3 separate regions of the Mus musculus genome follow, and regions 1 and 3 are each linked to region 2. A link is a contact called in public promoter capture Hi-C data. All regions are on one chromosome and are shown on one strand. Each heading gives the region's core, a stretch centred on a gene start, on an enhancer-like site or on the middle of the called end of the contact. The rest is flanking DNA. Distances are from core to core; before and after follow the strand shown. Region 1 holds the start of Cspg5 (chondroitin sulfate proteoglycan 5). Region 2 holds the start of Slc26a6 (solute carrier family 26, member 6). Region 3 holds the start of Setd2 (SET domain containing 2).

Evidence for each region. Promoter capture Hi-C pulls out the DNA fragments that hold promoters and counts their contacts.
Region 1: a promoter capture Hi-C map of hippocampal neurons shows a contact between it and region 2, with 5 times the contacts expected there. The contact joins the promoter of Cspg5 here to the promoter of Slc26a6 in region 2. A contact is called at or near these places in 4 of 39 promoter capture datasets (the 3T3-L1 cell line, cranial neural crest, hippocampal neurons and 1 more) and 2 of 9 other capture datasets (embryonic stem cells and liver).
Region 3: a contact with region 2 is called in a promoter capture Hi-C map of liver, with 2.7 times the contacts expected there. The contact joins the promoter of Setd2 here to the promoter of Slc26a6 in region 2. A contact is called at or near these places in 2 of 39 promoter capture datasets (liver and pre-B cells).

Annotation. Positions count from the first base shown.
Region 1 is chr9:110,241,868-110,246,752 of GRCm38.p6, forward strand. Cspg5 (chondroitin sulfate proteoglycan 5) reads left to right here and starts at 1,916. Exons shown (of 5, transcript NM_013884.3): 1 at 1,916-3,827; 2 at 4,428-4,885. The coding sequence starts at 3,731.
Region 2 is chr9:108,850,989-108,856,000 of GRCm38.p6, forward strand. It overlaps Slc26a6 (solute carrier family 26, member 6), which reads left to right and starts at 3,055. Exons shown (of 20, transcript NM_134420.4): 1 at 3,055-3,846; 2 at 4,789-4,954. The coding sequence starts at 4,836. It overlaps Celsr3 (cadherin, EGF LAG seven-pass G-type receptor 3), which reads left to right. Exons shown (of 36, transcript NM_001359572.1): 36 at 313-1,981. The coding sequence ends at 340.
Region 3 is chr9:110,528,974-110,533,935 of GRCm38.p6, forward strand. Setd2 (SET domain containing 2) reads left to right here and starts at 3,624. Exons shown (of 21, transcript NM_001081340.2): 1 at 3,624-3,779. The coding sequence starts at 3,706.

The DNA.
Region 1 (4,885 bases), core at 666-3,165, 1.4 Mb after region 2:
ATCTGGGGGTAATCCTTAACTACTTGTCCGCGCCCCCCACCCCTGGCAAGCTTTTGAATGCTCTTGTAGCTTCATGGAGAGCAGCTGTGCTGACAGAGACCACCTGCCCTAAAGGTAGTTCGTGAAAACCTTAGCAAAGTAGTGACAGCACCGTAGGCACCTGACAGTAAGGGAGCTAGATCTTTCTCCTTTCCTAGCCACCTGTGGTTGGCTCTCCTACGGTCACACGGAGCAAGTGTGGGGCTGAGAGGTCGTGAGTCTGGCTTGGCCTTGACACTGACAGACTTCTGATAGCCATCTGGATTGTAGCATCCCTGCCTTCATGTATCCCAGGACAACCTTCAGCTTCTGATCTTCCTGCATCTACTGACCATGTGCCACCCAGCTAAGGGTCATCTTATTCTGCAACACCTGCAGGGTCCCTGAGAAGTCCTTAGTCCTCTTCCCAGGCAGCAGGTGTCATCTGCATTAGTTGAGTGTTTTCTCCTAACTGGCCTGGCTTTAGAGTTAGTTAATAAATTCAAAATCCCTTTGCATCATAATAACAAACCATTGCCTGGCAAAATAACCACCCCAAGGTTTGTGATAACCCTTTTCTGAAATGAGAACACTCAGTCTTTGTGAGGAAGTTTTGTCAACACAAAAGCCCTTTAGCCCGTCCCTTCCTACCAGGAATGGTGTGAGTAGACCTATTCCTAGTAGCCCATTCTGCACCCCACCCCCCACAAAAGCAATCGCTTGTCTCCATGCCTAAGATCAGAAGCTTGATCATTCTGTGGTGGTCATTAGTAACAGCTAGACATAGCAGCATAGCGGCATACCTGTACTCCTGGAACATGGGAGGTAGAGACAGGAGGGTTAGGAATTTAAGGTTGGCTTCAGGTCTGTAAAGATTGTTGCCAACCTGGGTTATGAGGGAAGGTCTCAAGGGGCTGAAGCATTAAATGCCCAGGTAAAAGTGGATGCTGGGCTGGGTAAGGAGACAAGGCTTCTATTGTCCTACTCTGCATCCTGCTCCTTTTGAAATGCAAGAAAGGAAATGAGGGTCTGTAGTGCACAAACAGCGACTTAGAACTGTTTGTAACAACAGTTCTAGCGCTTGACTCTTCTGACTCTTTGGATACCAGATATGGGTGTTGTGCAGATACTTGCAAGCAAAACACCCGTGTACATGAATTTAAAGGGTGATATAAGAAGCCTCCATATTCAGATGAATACAGCTTTTAAAAAGGAAAGCCAAAATTTGAATATGTTGGTGTTTATACTGAGGATTTAAAGTCAAATTGATGTTCTCCATCCAGACCAAATTATGTGTGGTCATGGTATGGGAGCAGTGGTGGTAGCATCAGTGAAGCAGGTGTCTTTTCTGCACTTAAGGGTGTGTACGGCAGTCATGGCAATGGTCTTTATGGCTCTGCTTGGCTTTGGAGACAAATTACCAAAACAGTAGGAAAGAGGCATGAAGAAGCCATTGCCATACAAAGCATGTGTAGCGCCCAGATGGCGCATGATGTGAATAGAGGACACGTGGAAGCTATAGATAGGCAGTGGTGGTTTCCTTGTTCTAGTTCTCATATCACTTCATGCACGCACACACCATACATTTGACACTGCTTGCCAGATCCTTTCATGCTGGAGTCGCCAGTGACTAACTCGGGGGACACACAGATTTGATGCTAAATCTTGTTCTTCTCACCACAGAATGGGCATTGCCCAATTACTCTGTTCTCAGTGTTAGGGAGGAGCAGAAGGCCAGAGGTTGGTTGGTTTGCTTGCTTGCTTGCTTGCTTGCTTGCTTGCTTAGTACCAAATTGGTGCTGGATATATAGCTCACTGACATCACTTTACTTGCATGCACAAGGCCCTGGGTTCAGTTTCAGACAACTTAAACAAAATTGAAAAAAGTGGTAGCAGAATTTCTCTGCAGGGAGGGGAGAAGATAGTTGAGGAAGGAAATATTTCACATTCGCTTGTTTGTTCTACTGATCAAAACAGAATTTAAAAGGATAGTTACGGGTGGGAAATAGGGTAGATAGAAGGATTTGGTTGGTTAGTTGGTTCTAGACAGGGATTACAGACATAAGCTACCATAACCAGCAAATACAATTATTTTGCAGTACTAGGAATTGAACCTGAAGTCTCACTCATTTTAGGCAAGTGCTCTCCCTAACTCTTAAGTGTTTTACCATAAGTAGGAAAAGACTTTATTGTGACCATGCCCTAGCATGAAAGGACTTACATAGGATCTCCTGTGTGGTAGGAACTTCCACCAACATCCACTTTTGACAACTACCACCCAGGAATTGAAGAGAGAAATAGGTATTATATCTGGGTAAGCAAGCCCCCTCTTGACTGGAACTCCAAACTAGGACACGTATGTCTGGTTGCCACTCTCTAGATGTCATACAGACCCTACATAGCCACCTCCGAGCCAGGATATAAGAGCCTAGCTGCTGGAATTTTGTCAGCCTTGAGGGGACTCTAAGCTGCAACCATACTTGTGAGAGAAAAGGAGTGTTGAACCAAGGCAACTCACTAGAAGACAGGTATGAGACAGATTAAATGATGGTCCTCCATCTTGTTCATATTTGGTCACTGACAGAAGACTATCAACACCAGCATCGCCCTTGGACTAACCCTTGGACTGAGCTGAACATGATCATTTAGGTCGATAATAAAACATCAATATGTAGGCTATTTGGAGGCGGGGAAAGCCAGGTGACTAAGCTGTAGTTCTGCCTCCCTTCCAACAGGTCTCCCAGTAAGCAGTGAACCTGGGTTAGGAACAGAGACCTCTCTCTCCACGTTGCATGTGCACCTGGCAGTGATCTAGACCTCTTGGTTTAACCAGGAACTTGGGTTTGGGTAGTACTGGTCACCTGCGGAAGGCCGCCCTGGATTTAGAAAACGCAAGGTGGAGTCCAAATACTGGGGACCGGATAACACGTTGGGTGGACCTGGCTGTGCAAGATTTAAACTAATGGCTTTGGCTGTGGACAGATTAGGTCTGATCCAATTAGAGCCTAGGCCGTAGTATTCGCCTCCTTGCCAGGCTCTGTCGATGTTCTCCCTGCTCTCCGGAAGAAGACTTAGAGTCGGACTGGAGAACCTTCTGGACACCGAATTCTGGATTGGCACCGGACAGTCCGTGCCCCGGGCTCCGCTCTCTCCACACTGGGGGCGCGGGCTTCCGCCCCCTGTGGCCCTTCCGAGCCCCGCCCCGAGCCTGCGGGTGTCGGAGCCCGCGACGTCCCCGCCTCCCCTGCGCGCGCGTGGCGGGTGGGTTCCTCGCAGGTCCGCGGCCCAGCGCGCTCAGCACTGGAAGCGCAAGCGGGCCCCGTGGGCTGCCGCCGGTGCACCTGTCGGCTTCCCCCAGTGGCTCTGCTGCCGCCCCTGCGCGCCGCGCTTGCATCGCTCTCCACGTCCCGTGCCAGAGGGGTCTGACTGTCCCCTGGCGAGGAAGACCGAGAGGGGCCGGCGTCAACGCGACGTGCTGCGGGGCGGGCGGAGTGGGGGCGGCGCCGAACGCGGCAGCGGCAAGCGGCAGCGGCGGCGCGGGAGGCGGGGAGGCGCGGCGCTCGGAGGACAGCGGCTGACGGCGGCATGCGGCGGCTCATGCTGCCCACCGTGGGCTGAGGCGGCCGCACACGGGCGGCAGGCGCAGCGGCCGGGCAAGCCGAGGGCGCAGCCAAGCCGCGCGCACCGCGCACAGCGGCAGGGGCTCCGCGCAATGGGCCGAGCTGGAGGCGGGGGCCCGGACTGGGGGCCGCCGCCAGTGCTGCTGCTTCTGGGGGTCACGCTGGTGCTCACCGCTGGGGCCGTACCGGGTAGGTATCCACCCGGACCGGGACCCCAGCCAGCCCCTTGCGCCCCACCCCATGCCAGGGTCTCGCTGACTTCAGGTCCAGGTGGAGTCCCCAAGCCCTGACAAGGGGGCGGGGCACCGCCTGGCCTACAGCCCGGGACCCGGCGGGAAAGGGGAGGAGGAGAGGACCTGTAGGGGGTGGAGGACACAGGCCAACGGGGAGCAGCCCATAGCCTGTGAACAGACAGCAGGGTGGGCTAGGGTGGGGGTGGGGTCTTGAGGTAGGGGCGGGGTCTGATCGGGGGCGGGGGGCCTAGATGCGATTTGTGGGCGAGGCTGCGGGACGGGGCGGGGTCCGGAAGATGAGGCAAGGATGAGCCAAAGTTGGGGGAGTACCCTGACCTCGTCTCGCAGACTGCGGGTGCTATTTGGGGCGGGAAACCATAGGCAATGTGTATTTACCAAGCTTGGGAGGCAGATTCAGGGGCGGGCCTTAGAAATGGGGCGTGGCCTTAGAAACCAAAGCAATGTCCCAGGGTGGACCTAGGTCTACAGGATCTACCTCAGCCTCTCACCGGGACATGCCACCTTGACACCCTGCCCCTTGCCCTCCCTCCCACAGCACGGGAAACAGGCAGTGCGATCGAGGCTGAAGAGCTGGTGAGGAGCAGCCTGGCATGGGAGTCGCGTGCCAATGACACGCGGGAGGAAGCCGGCCTGCCAGCAGCTGGGGAAGATGAGACCTCGTGGACAGAGCGGGGCAGTGAGATGGCTGCGGTGGGCCCTGGGGTCGGGCCAGAGGAGGCACTAGAGGCATCGGCTGCAGTGACTGGCACTGCCTGGCTAGAGGCAGATGGCCCAGGCCTGGGTGGAGTGACTGCAGAGGCTGGCAGTGGCGACGCCCAGACCCTTCCAGCTACGCTCCAGGCTCCTGATGAGGCCCTTGGGTCATCTACAATGCCCCCTGCCATCCCTGAGGCTACTGAAACCAGTGGACCTCCCTCCCCTGCTGTCCATGATAAGCCTAGTGTAGGCCCTGAACTCCCTAAAGAGATCCCCTTGGAGGTTCGGCTGAACCTG
Region 2 (5,012 bases), core at 1,805-4,304:
CTTGGCACAGTACAAGCTGTACACTCATCTCCTCTGTTGAGGGAGTTTAGAGAAATGAACTCCTTGAGATGTGGAGATTTGTCACATTATCTGCCTTACTGGATGCTGAATTTAGTATCTGAACATAGACAGTGTCCTGCTGAGCACTGAGAGACTGAGGCAGCCAAGTAGCCTTGCTAATGAGTCTAGGGTCCTGATGGGTGTGTGGAGGGAGGGCTCAGAGTCCTGGGGTAGGCATGAAGGTGCTGAGGGCTGAGAGGCAAGGTCCCTCCTCTGAACCATGGCTTTCCACTTCTACATTCAACTCCACAGAGTTCCCAGAAGCGAGGGTCACTCCTGAGGGGCTGACCAGCGAATGAGGAGCCACCAGGGGTTGCAGAGGATTTGGGCTGACTGAAGAGCCTTCAGGACTGATCGCAAGGCAGCCTTCTTCAAGCCCTCCCCTCAGTTCAGTGCAGAAGGAAGGTCCCTCCTGTGTGCGTCTGTGAGCATGTGTGTGACAGGTGCAGGGGTGGGGGCTGAGGGAGGACTTTTATACATTTTTGTACCTTTGTAACCAGAGAGATATGCTTATGTTATTTTTCAGCTTTTCTGTCTCCCAGGGGTCTCGAGACTGGGCTAGGAGGGGGAAGGGGATGGGAGAGAGACACTCCACTGGGCGCTTAGCTAAGCGTCTGCTCTTTCATTTCATCTTACAGCAGAGTGAATGAGTCAGGCCCCACCTGCTCTTTCCCCTTCTCTTCCCCACATTGATCTGAACGTTGTTGTTGGGGCCCAGGGTGCAAATTTGATCTTTGCATTTTCTCCGATGCCCCTAGGCCAAACTCCTGTTGGGGGGGGGGATTGGTCTTGGAAACAGGGGTTCCTCCATCCTCCTCCTGAGGGCTCACGTGCTCCACTCCTCCCTGTGGGTGTGGATATGTATTACATGGAGTCCCTGCCGCTTACTGCCTTAAGACCTAGGACTGATGCTGCAGGTGCTGGTGGAGCAGCAGAAGTCATGTTTACAGATCAAGGCTTCCCTTTCTCCCTTAGGGAGGGACTTGGGCCTCTAATCAGACATTCCTAGGGGGGTGGGTGGAGGGGAAACTCCTTTGTCCCTCCTTCACTTGTCTGTGGTGCCATTGGTTCATTACACTGTCCCCTTGAGGGATGAGGGGGGCAGTGAGCAAAGGGAGCAGAAACAAGGGAACCCAAGACCCAGAATGTAGGTAGGTGCCACCGCCTCTCACTGCTTACAGGATCCTCCCTGGCACCAGGCTGCAGCAGTGGCTGCCCCACCTTCTGTTGGTCCCTTATAAAGGGACAGGTAACTGTTAGGATCCTGCTCACAAAACTCTCTTGTTAGTTGTCTGATGTCCAGTGCTGGGGACTTTACATTTTTGTTACTTTGTTTACAGATCAAGATTATTTTTTTAACATGGTTGGGTTTTATTTATTGTTTACAGCTTCAACCATTGAACTTACACACTTTGTTTTATAGTTCAGAATGTTTCCCCCTCTTTGTTTACAAGTGAAAGGTAGAAAAAGTGGGGGAGGGGCCTAAAAGACCCACCTGCGATGCCCCTGGACCTGGCCATCTTGAGGTAGGCTTCTAATCCCAACTTTTCCCAGGTCAAAGGTCAGCTGAGTCTTCTAACAGCTTGCCCCGAAAGTGGCTCAGGACCGGGGTTCTGTGCAGCCGCCACCCACCCCTACCCTGTGTTTACTCTTGGGAGGCAGTTTCTGAGATTCAAAAAAATCCCACTTCACTGCCTGTGCCAAATCCCACCAGCCAGGTCCCCAGCTCTCTTTACCCAGACTGACCCCTGCCCTTGAAGGGCTGAGAGGCCTGTCGGTTGGGAGAGTGTCCTTGCTATGTCCTAGGTTCTGTAGATGCCCGTCTCTGGGGTCCCCTTCCAACAGTGGCCCTCTTTCCTGTCTGTGTAAATTGTTCCGTGAAGCCGCGCTCTGTTTTGGGAATAAACTTCTATAGAAAACACTTGTTCCTCTTTCTGTCTCAGCTGTTGAGAATACTCACCCAGGATGACCTTTGTAGGACTCTGAGCTCTCCTCCCTCCAAAATAGCCAGTTATTTTTAGCCCATTTCATGGGAGATTTGGACCAGGTTCCCATTTCTTTCTGAAATATGGCCTCTCACCTTGTGACTGGAGCCTGAAGTTGGAGCGCAGGAGCTGCGCCAAGAGAAGCCACTTTCCTGGTCTAGGCAGTCATATGAGGGTTTCCTTAATATCCAGAGGCTGACATTTGTGGCCCTGCCCATTAGTCACCCCAAACCTAGGCGTTCCCACTTCAGTTCCTGCTTACCCACCCACACTCTGGCCCTTACTGGTCTTTTCTCACTTGGATCAGGCCAGAGCTTCCAGACCTGGAAAGGATCCTGAGTGCTCCATTTCCAGTCTAGGCAGCCAGGTGTGAAAGTGAAAGGGGGGGGGGGGGCTTAAGAAGCCACCCATGGTGACAAATACCTTTGATCTCTTCTTTAATCCCAGCACTCACTAGGCAGAGGCAGGTGGATCTCTGTAGACAAGTCTGGTCTACAGAGAGTTCCAGGACAGCCAAGGCTAAACAGAGAAAACTTGTCTGGAAAAAAAGAAATGGAGGTGGGGTGGGGCTGGTCTTGAGGACCACTGTGCCAGGTCTCAGAAGGAAAAATCTGAGGGTGATACTCACAGCTTGGTGGTCCCTGAGAGACCCTACAGGCCTAGATCTCCCACAGTTGAGGCTGGGGCCCCTGGTTGCACACCTAGGCATCCAGATCGGTCAAGAATGTCTCCTCTGCATAAAGTGGGGACCTTCTACAAAGCATACAATTAGGTCCAGCCACTTAAGGGCACAGAGGCATAACATTGGCCAAGCGTAGCGCTGGGCCTTCGTTCCAGTCCTCCAGTCTCAGCAGAATGCTCCAGCTCCCAGCAGGTTAACAAGAATCGCAGGCAGGGACAGAAGCTAGGCCGACGGGAAGGAAAGGGTTAAAATTTTATTCTCCGGGCTCGCCCCGCCCAGAGAGTATGACTTGGATTCCACCCCCAGAATTCTGATTGGTCTGATCTTGCACATCCTAGCGGTGGAGCTTGCGGCCGGCCAAGTTCTGGGCCTGGCGCCACCTTCTAGCCGGTAGTGGCCTCCTGGGGGAGCTGTTTGAAAAGCGGTACACGAGTTACCCTCTGAGGGCCATGGGACTTCCCGATGGGTCCGGTGAGTTGCAGGGCGCTGCCCAAATTCCGCGTGCCCGCGAAGCGCTAGTAGTTCTGTGACTCCCGGCCTGGGTCAATTCAGGAAGGGAACCTCCAAGTCCCCGACAGGCATTTCCCGTCTGCGGAGCCTTAGTTTACCGCCTTGCCGATTTTCCGAAGGAGGTTATCCATCAACAGCGAGGGATGGGGGCGGGCTCTGGCGCGACCCCAGCTCTTGAGGGTTGTACTGAACGTCCCTGGAGTGCTAATAAGGGCGCTGCAGGGAAGTTGCTGCTTACCGAGGAGTCCTGGCACGGGAGGTGTGCCAGCTGGGCGCGTTGGGACTGGGAGAGAAACCGCTGCAAGACAGGCTCTAGCCAGGCGGTGGACCAGCCGCGGCCTGAGTCGGCAGGGTACTGTTCACATTTGTCGCTGCCGGCCCTTGTGCCCTCCCAAAGGGAGGTGCCAAGCATCAAGGCTCCGCCCTCCAAGGCGCGTGCCGCCTGGTAAGGGGAGGGAGCCCTTTAAGAAGACTTGAGAGATCTTGAAGGAGGGGAGAGGGGCCGCTGAGATCTCCTGGAGCCCGCGGTGCAGAGAATCTCTGAAGATCTTCCTTGCGTCTGCACTGCTCCCTCCTCCATTGGATACCCAGGTTAGAGAGTCTTCCCAGGTGAGTTCCTACCCCTCTGGTGGGATTCTCTCCCCTGGTTATAGCCTCTCCTAGATCAGAACTCACAGGTGATATCTTTCCCACAGGCTAGCCCCTCCCCCCTGCCCACTCCAAATTTGTTTCCCCTGAAATATATTTATAGAGAGCTGCATTCCATATGGAGGCACCCCCCCCCCAGATCAGAGTTTCTTCTGAGAGACCCCCTCAGATCCTATTCTCTGGTAAAGTCTCCCACTTCCGAGAGAAGTGCCTCTCCAGAGAAGTGCCTCCCGATGAGAGATTCCCACACCCCCGGTCAGAACTTGCCTGGCTGGTGAAAGCTTTCAGGGCAGAGTTCCCTCCAGGTTGGATTGGCTTCCAAAAGCTCCTGTTCCCAGGTGAAGTCTCTCTACTTCGAGTGGGAGCCTGTCAAAACTCCCTGGAGGTGAGAGCTTCGACCCTGGAGTCTTGCTGGACCCTGTCCTGAAACTGGAGGGCAGTATTGCTTACAGACCTCTGGTTTGCTAGTTCTTATCTGTCAACTCGCTCTCAGCCAACAAGGTTGGGCTCCTGGTGGAAAAGCTGGAAAGGGGACTGGACAGGAATTGATTCAGGGAAGGAAGCCAAGGGCCTGAGAGGTAGGGGCTAGGAAGCGCAGTCAGTTTGGACCTGGACCCAGACCTGGACTTGGACTTGAAGTGGTACTCGGGGCTGGGCAGCCACACCTGAGCTGGATGTGTGGGCATGCTCATCCATCTCTCCCTTCCGGAGAGACTTTGGCCCAGAAAGAGTCTTCCAGCAGCCAAAGTTCAGATACTGCCTCTGTCAGGGTGTGAGCACGGGGCCCTCAGAGACCAGCAGAGTTAGCTCTACCCTTGATCTTTGAGCCCAGAAAACTCAGGTATGTGGCTCTGTGGTCCCAAGTAGAAGTTCTATTGTATATCTGTGGTCTCACCTCTCTAGACCAAGGGACACATCAGACGCAGGCACTCCTGTCTGCAGCCCAAGAAATGGAGCTGCAGAGGAGAGACTACCATGTGGAAAGGCCATTGCTGAACCAGGAGCAGCTAGAAGATCTGGGGCATTGGGGCCCAGCGGCGAAGACCCACCAGTGGCGAACTTGGTTCCGGTAATGATGAGGGGAGAGGTTCTGGGGGTTCTTTCAAGGCCCAGACAGTCCACCCTGT
Region 3 (4,962 bases), core at 2,374-4,873, 1.7 Mb after region 2:
GGGATTGTGGACTTTTTCTTTAAATACATTTGGACACTTTTTGTATAAAAGCATGGGATAGCAGTGGCTTTGAATAGGTTTGGCCTCCAAAGACTCCTGAATTTGAAAGTTTGGCCCATAGGTAGTAGCACTATTAGGAGGTGTGGCCTTCTTAGAGGAAGTACATCATTGTGGGGGTGGGCTCTGAGGTTCCCTCTGCTTAGGCTCCGCCCAGAGCGGAAGAGTGATTCCTGGCTGCCATCCGATCAAGACGTACAACTCTCAGTTCCTACTCCAGCACCGTGTCTCAGGCCATGCTTCCTGCCATGATAATGGACTAAACCTCTGAAACTGTAAGCCAACCCCAACTAAATGCTTTCCTTATAAGAGTTGCATTGACCATGTCTCTTCACAGCAATGGAAACCCTACGTCGTGGCATGGTGGCACATGTCTTTAATCCTAGCACTCGGAAGGCAGAGGTAGGTGTAAGGCCTGCCTGGTCTACACAGTGAGTTCTAGGCCAGTCAGGGCTACATAGTGAGGCCCTGTCTTTTTTTTTTTTTTTTTTTTTTTTTTTAACGTATGGAAAGTATCCAATAAGCTAAAAAGTATCTATTGGTTTGCTCAGGAGGCCAATCACATGGAGAATGAGGTTGGAGGTTGGGGAATTTTAAGGCAAGTCTGGGTTGAAAAAGTTTTTTTTCAGACAGGGTTTCTCTGTAGCCTTGGCTGCCCTGGAATTCTCTCTGTAGAACAGGCTTAAGTGTGGAGATTAAAGGTATGAGCCACCATGCCTTATAACATACATTTTCTTTGTCTTGAGTTCAAACTGGGTGTGGTGATATCTCTTGAATATAAACTGGGTGTGGTGGTATGTAATCCTAGTACTTGGGATACAGCAAACCAGATTCCAGAGAATCCTGAACACCATCTCAAAGGTGCTGACCTTTTTAAAAAAGATTTGAATCAAAGATTTGTGGGCCTCAAAATTTCCACTGACCTCCATGGTTTGATATGCTTACTCTATTGGGTTCTGACCAAAGTTACCACTAGACTGAAGTACCATTCATCTGTCTCATGTTAGAGAGCTGTTTACTTTATTAAGGAAATGGGAAACCCATACACCTCATCTTAGGTTCCTCTCAACTTAGTATCCATGCAAAGTAACCCTTTCCTAATGTCAAGTGGCTGCCAATGGCTTATGTGACATTTAAGGCAAAGAGCTCCAATATATTCAAAATATAGCTGGGCGTGATAGCACACTAGAGACTCAGGAAGAGAGCTTCACGCTCTAGGCAAACTTGCCTGGCAGTGGTGGTGCACATGCCTTTAATCCCAGCACTTGGGAGGCAGAGGCAGGCAGAATTTTGAGTTCGAGGCTAGCCTGGTCTACAGAGTGAGTTCCAGGGCAGCCAAGGCTACACAGAGGAAAAACCCTGTCTCAAAAAAACAAAACAAAAAAAGATAGTTGTTTAATGAAAGGCATTGTTGTACAATGTTCATAACATTATCTATGTGATACTCTTCTATTTCAATAGGTAAGGCTGTAGAAACCCCAGAAACAGCCATGCCCAATGTCATAGGACTAGAAATTGGCTGGTATTGGTTTAAAGTTTAGGATTTTATGGACTGGGATATTTCTTACTAGGTGGGTACTTGTCTAGTGTTTAGGAAGCCTTGGGTTCAATCTCCAGCACCATATAAACCAGCTCTGGTGCTGTCTCCCTTCCTGTAACCTCTCTACTATGTGGTCGATGCAGGAGGAGGAGAGATGTTCAAGGTCATCTTTGGCCAACTTACTGAGGTCAAGGCCAGATGGGATACACAAAACCCTGTCTCAAAAAGAATCAAAAAGAGGAAGTTCGGGGTTTCACAAGTCCCTCCTTTTATCCTCACAGCAGTGAGAGAATCTGTTCACAACAAAACTTTCATCTTCAGCAGGTTGTGGTGTCTGGCACCTGTAATCCAGGCATCAGGGAAGCTGGGGTAAGGATTTTGAGTTTGAGGTCAGTATAGCACATAGCAAGTTTCAGCCACAAAGGAAAGCTCACCAATGAATGCAAAACAAAATGGTCGTGGGAGACTGAAACCTAGAGCGGGTTTTGTTTTGTTTTTGGTGGACCTTGAACTTCCATGATATGAGTAAAAGTTACCAGGAAAAAAAAAATCCAGATTAACCTCTAAACAAAATGATAAAAAAATTCTGCTAGCCTACATACAAGTGAAAAAAAATGTAAATGCATGGTAGATGGCTCAGTGAGTAAAGGCACTTTCTGCCTAGCCTTATGATGTAAGTTACAGGACCCACATGGGAGACAAAAATGGACTCACTGTTATCCTCTGATCTCCACGTGCGCATGTGTGTGGCTCAACACATACCATTCCTATAAAAACAATTTTAAAAATACATTTTAGGCTGGGCAGTGGTGGCACACGCCTTTAACCCCAGCACATGGGAGGCAGAGGCAGATGGATTTGAGTTCTAGGCCACAGGAAAAACCCTGTCTTGAAAAACAAAACAAAAAACCTAGAATCCCAGCACCCAAGAGGTTGTAGGCAGGATGAAGCATTCAAGTGTTCAGGGTAAGTCTTAACTACAGAAGATGTTTGTCTAAACAATACGGCCAAGTTAGCTAGTGAAGGATTCTGTTAGATCACATTTCAATTTATTGGTGATTCCAATTAAAAAATTAGTGGCTAATCAAAGAAAATTCCACAAAAGATCTCAACTATCTAATCTGCCACTTTCATGATAAGCAACTGCTATAAATTCAGCGAGGTGTAAATTAGCTAATAGTTTCACGAAATCCTGCTAATCCAGAAATAAAAAGTTTCTAGTTTAATCTAACTTTTTTTTTTTTTTTTAGTAAGACTAATTAATAACCTTTTCCTCAGGACCACCCCCCCCCCCCAGGTCTAACAAACATAGCCTCTCTGACTTTTAGGGCGAGGGCAGAATACCGCGGTGAGGTGGTTTCGGTGGGAACACGGTGGTGGGGGCTGCGGGAGGCTGGCGGGCGGAGGGCGTGTCCGAGAAGCCCAGGCTGAGAAGCAGCCCCTGCTTAGCTTGGTTTTCGGTGCGCGGCCGAGAGCCAGTTGAAGGGGCGAGAGAGACCGAATAAAGGAGCAAGCGGGCGAGGGCGGCAGCTGCGCTACCTCAGTGCCCGGAGGCCAGGCTCTCCCAGGGCTTCGAAGGATGAAGGCGGGTGTCCTGACGGCCTTGGGCTGTTCCCGGGACGGACGCTGTCCAGGGAGGGGCAGCGGTGGCTCCCCTCCAGCTCCGGGACCCGCCTCCAACACTCGGCCCCGGGACTTATTGTTCCGGGAGGCCGCAGGCTAGGCCTGGCCTGGCCGGCGGGTTGTACCCCGCCCCTGCCAGGGTCGGTGGTGCTGGCGCGCCGACTGGCGGCCGGTGGGCTGCCCTGTGCGTGTCTCTTTAAGGGGCTGGGCCTGCAAGGCTGCAGGGCGGGCGGGGTGCGCGTCGCTTCGGGAGTGAGTGTGTGAGGGTGAGAGCGGCGGGCGGGCGGTTGCTGGAGGGAGGGAGGGAGGGAGGGAGCGAGCGAGAGAGCGAGAGAGCGGGCGGGCGGGCCAGCCAGCCAGCCAGCGACGCCGGCCGCCCCTGCCGCCGCCGCGATCGGACCAGCGGCCGCCTCCCCTCCGGTCCCCTCCCCCGCATCGGCCTGCCGCGGGGAGGGGGCTAGCGTCGCCGCCTCCAGCCGCTCCTCATGAAGCCGCTGCCGTCGCAGCAGCCGCCACCGAAGATGGGGGATTTCTACGATCCCGAGCACCCGACCCCTGAGTAAGTCTCTGCTCCGCGGTCTCCCGCTGTCGTTGGTCGCTCCAGCCCGAGGGCGGCGCGTCCTGACCGGTGGCGGCGCGCGGAGTAACGGGCCCCGGGCGGCTTCTCGCGGTCGTGGTGGAGGGCAGGCCGGGCGGAGCTCCTGGAGGCCGCCTCGCTTGGCCTCGGCTGGCCCGGCGGTTGGGCCTGGCGCGGAGAAGGCTGCTCGCGTCGCCGCGGCGGTTGGGGCGGGCGGCCCGGTGGGGGAGGGGCGGCCACGGCCTCCTCTGCCGTTGCCGCGTCCTCGGTCGGCCTGCTTAGGTTCGGCGTTCCGCGCAGCTCCTCCAGGACACTCGGTGGCGTCCCGGGCTTCTGTTGCAAACCACGGTGCATAGTCCGAGGCGCCGCAAAGGCCGACGCCGGCGTCAGGGCGCCGGCTCGTGTAGGCCGAGAATCCTCGGGCTCGGGTGGAAGCTCGGCCCATCGCCCGGCCTATCGGTGACGGCAACTCGGACCGGAAGGGCCTACCGCGCGTCTCCCCGCTTCGATCCGCGGAGGAGACCCGCGTTGCATTCCCGGTTTTGATATTATTTTTGTTTTTTGTTTTCCCTCCTCCTTGGACACTCAATTCTGGCCCAGTAGAGCGATGAGCTTCATATTCTGCACCTTTGGCGCTTGGGTTTTGTAATGGTGGCAAGGTTTGTCTGGTCCCGTTGTTGAGGTGACAGCAGTTTTGTTTTTTAACCTGAAAGTGAAAACCTGGCAAACATTTCTTGATTATGATGCTTGAACACTTTGGCGTCCTATTTCTTAGGTAATAGAATCTAGAATCTTATCTACAAGGATGGCTTTACTGCGTGTGAAGATTTAGTTAAGAGACCCTTTGTATAGTCTTCTCTAAAGAAGATAGTGTACTTGTAAAGCGAAATACAGTTTTGTCGTATAGTTTCTTTTCAGTACACCTAGGGCATTTTTATATTTCTGTTGGGTGTCAGATGGTGGTGTACACCTGAGATACCAACTGAATTAGGATTGCAGGCAGGCTTCCTCAAAACAACAACATAAGTAAAAAAGCAAGCTTCCACTTCAGAGTCAGGAGTCCGTGCGAAGCTTCCCTAAGCCCTCACAAGATCATTTTGTTGTTTTTAGATAAATGGTTTCACCTTGTTGCCTAGGCTGCTCTTGAATTTACTGTGGCTGGCCT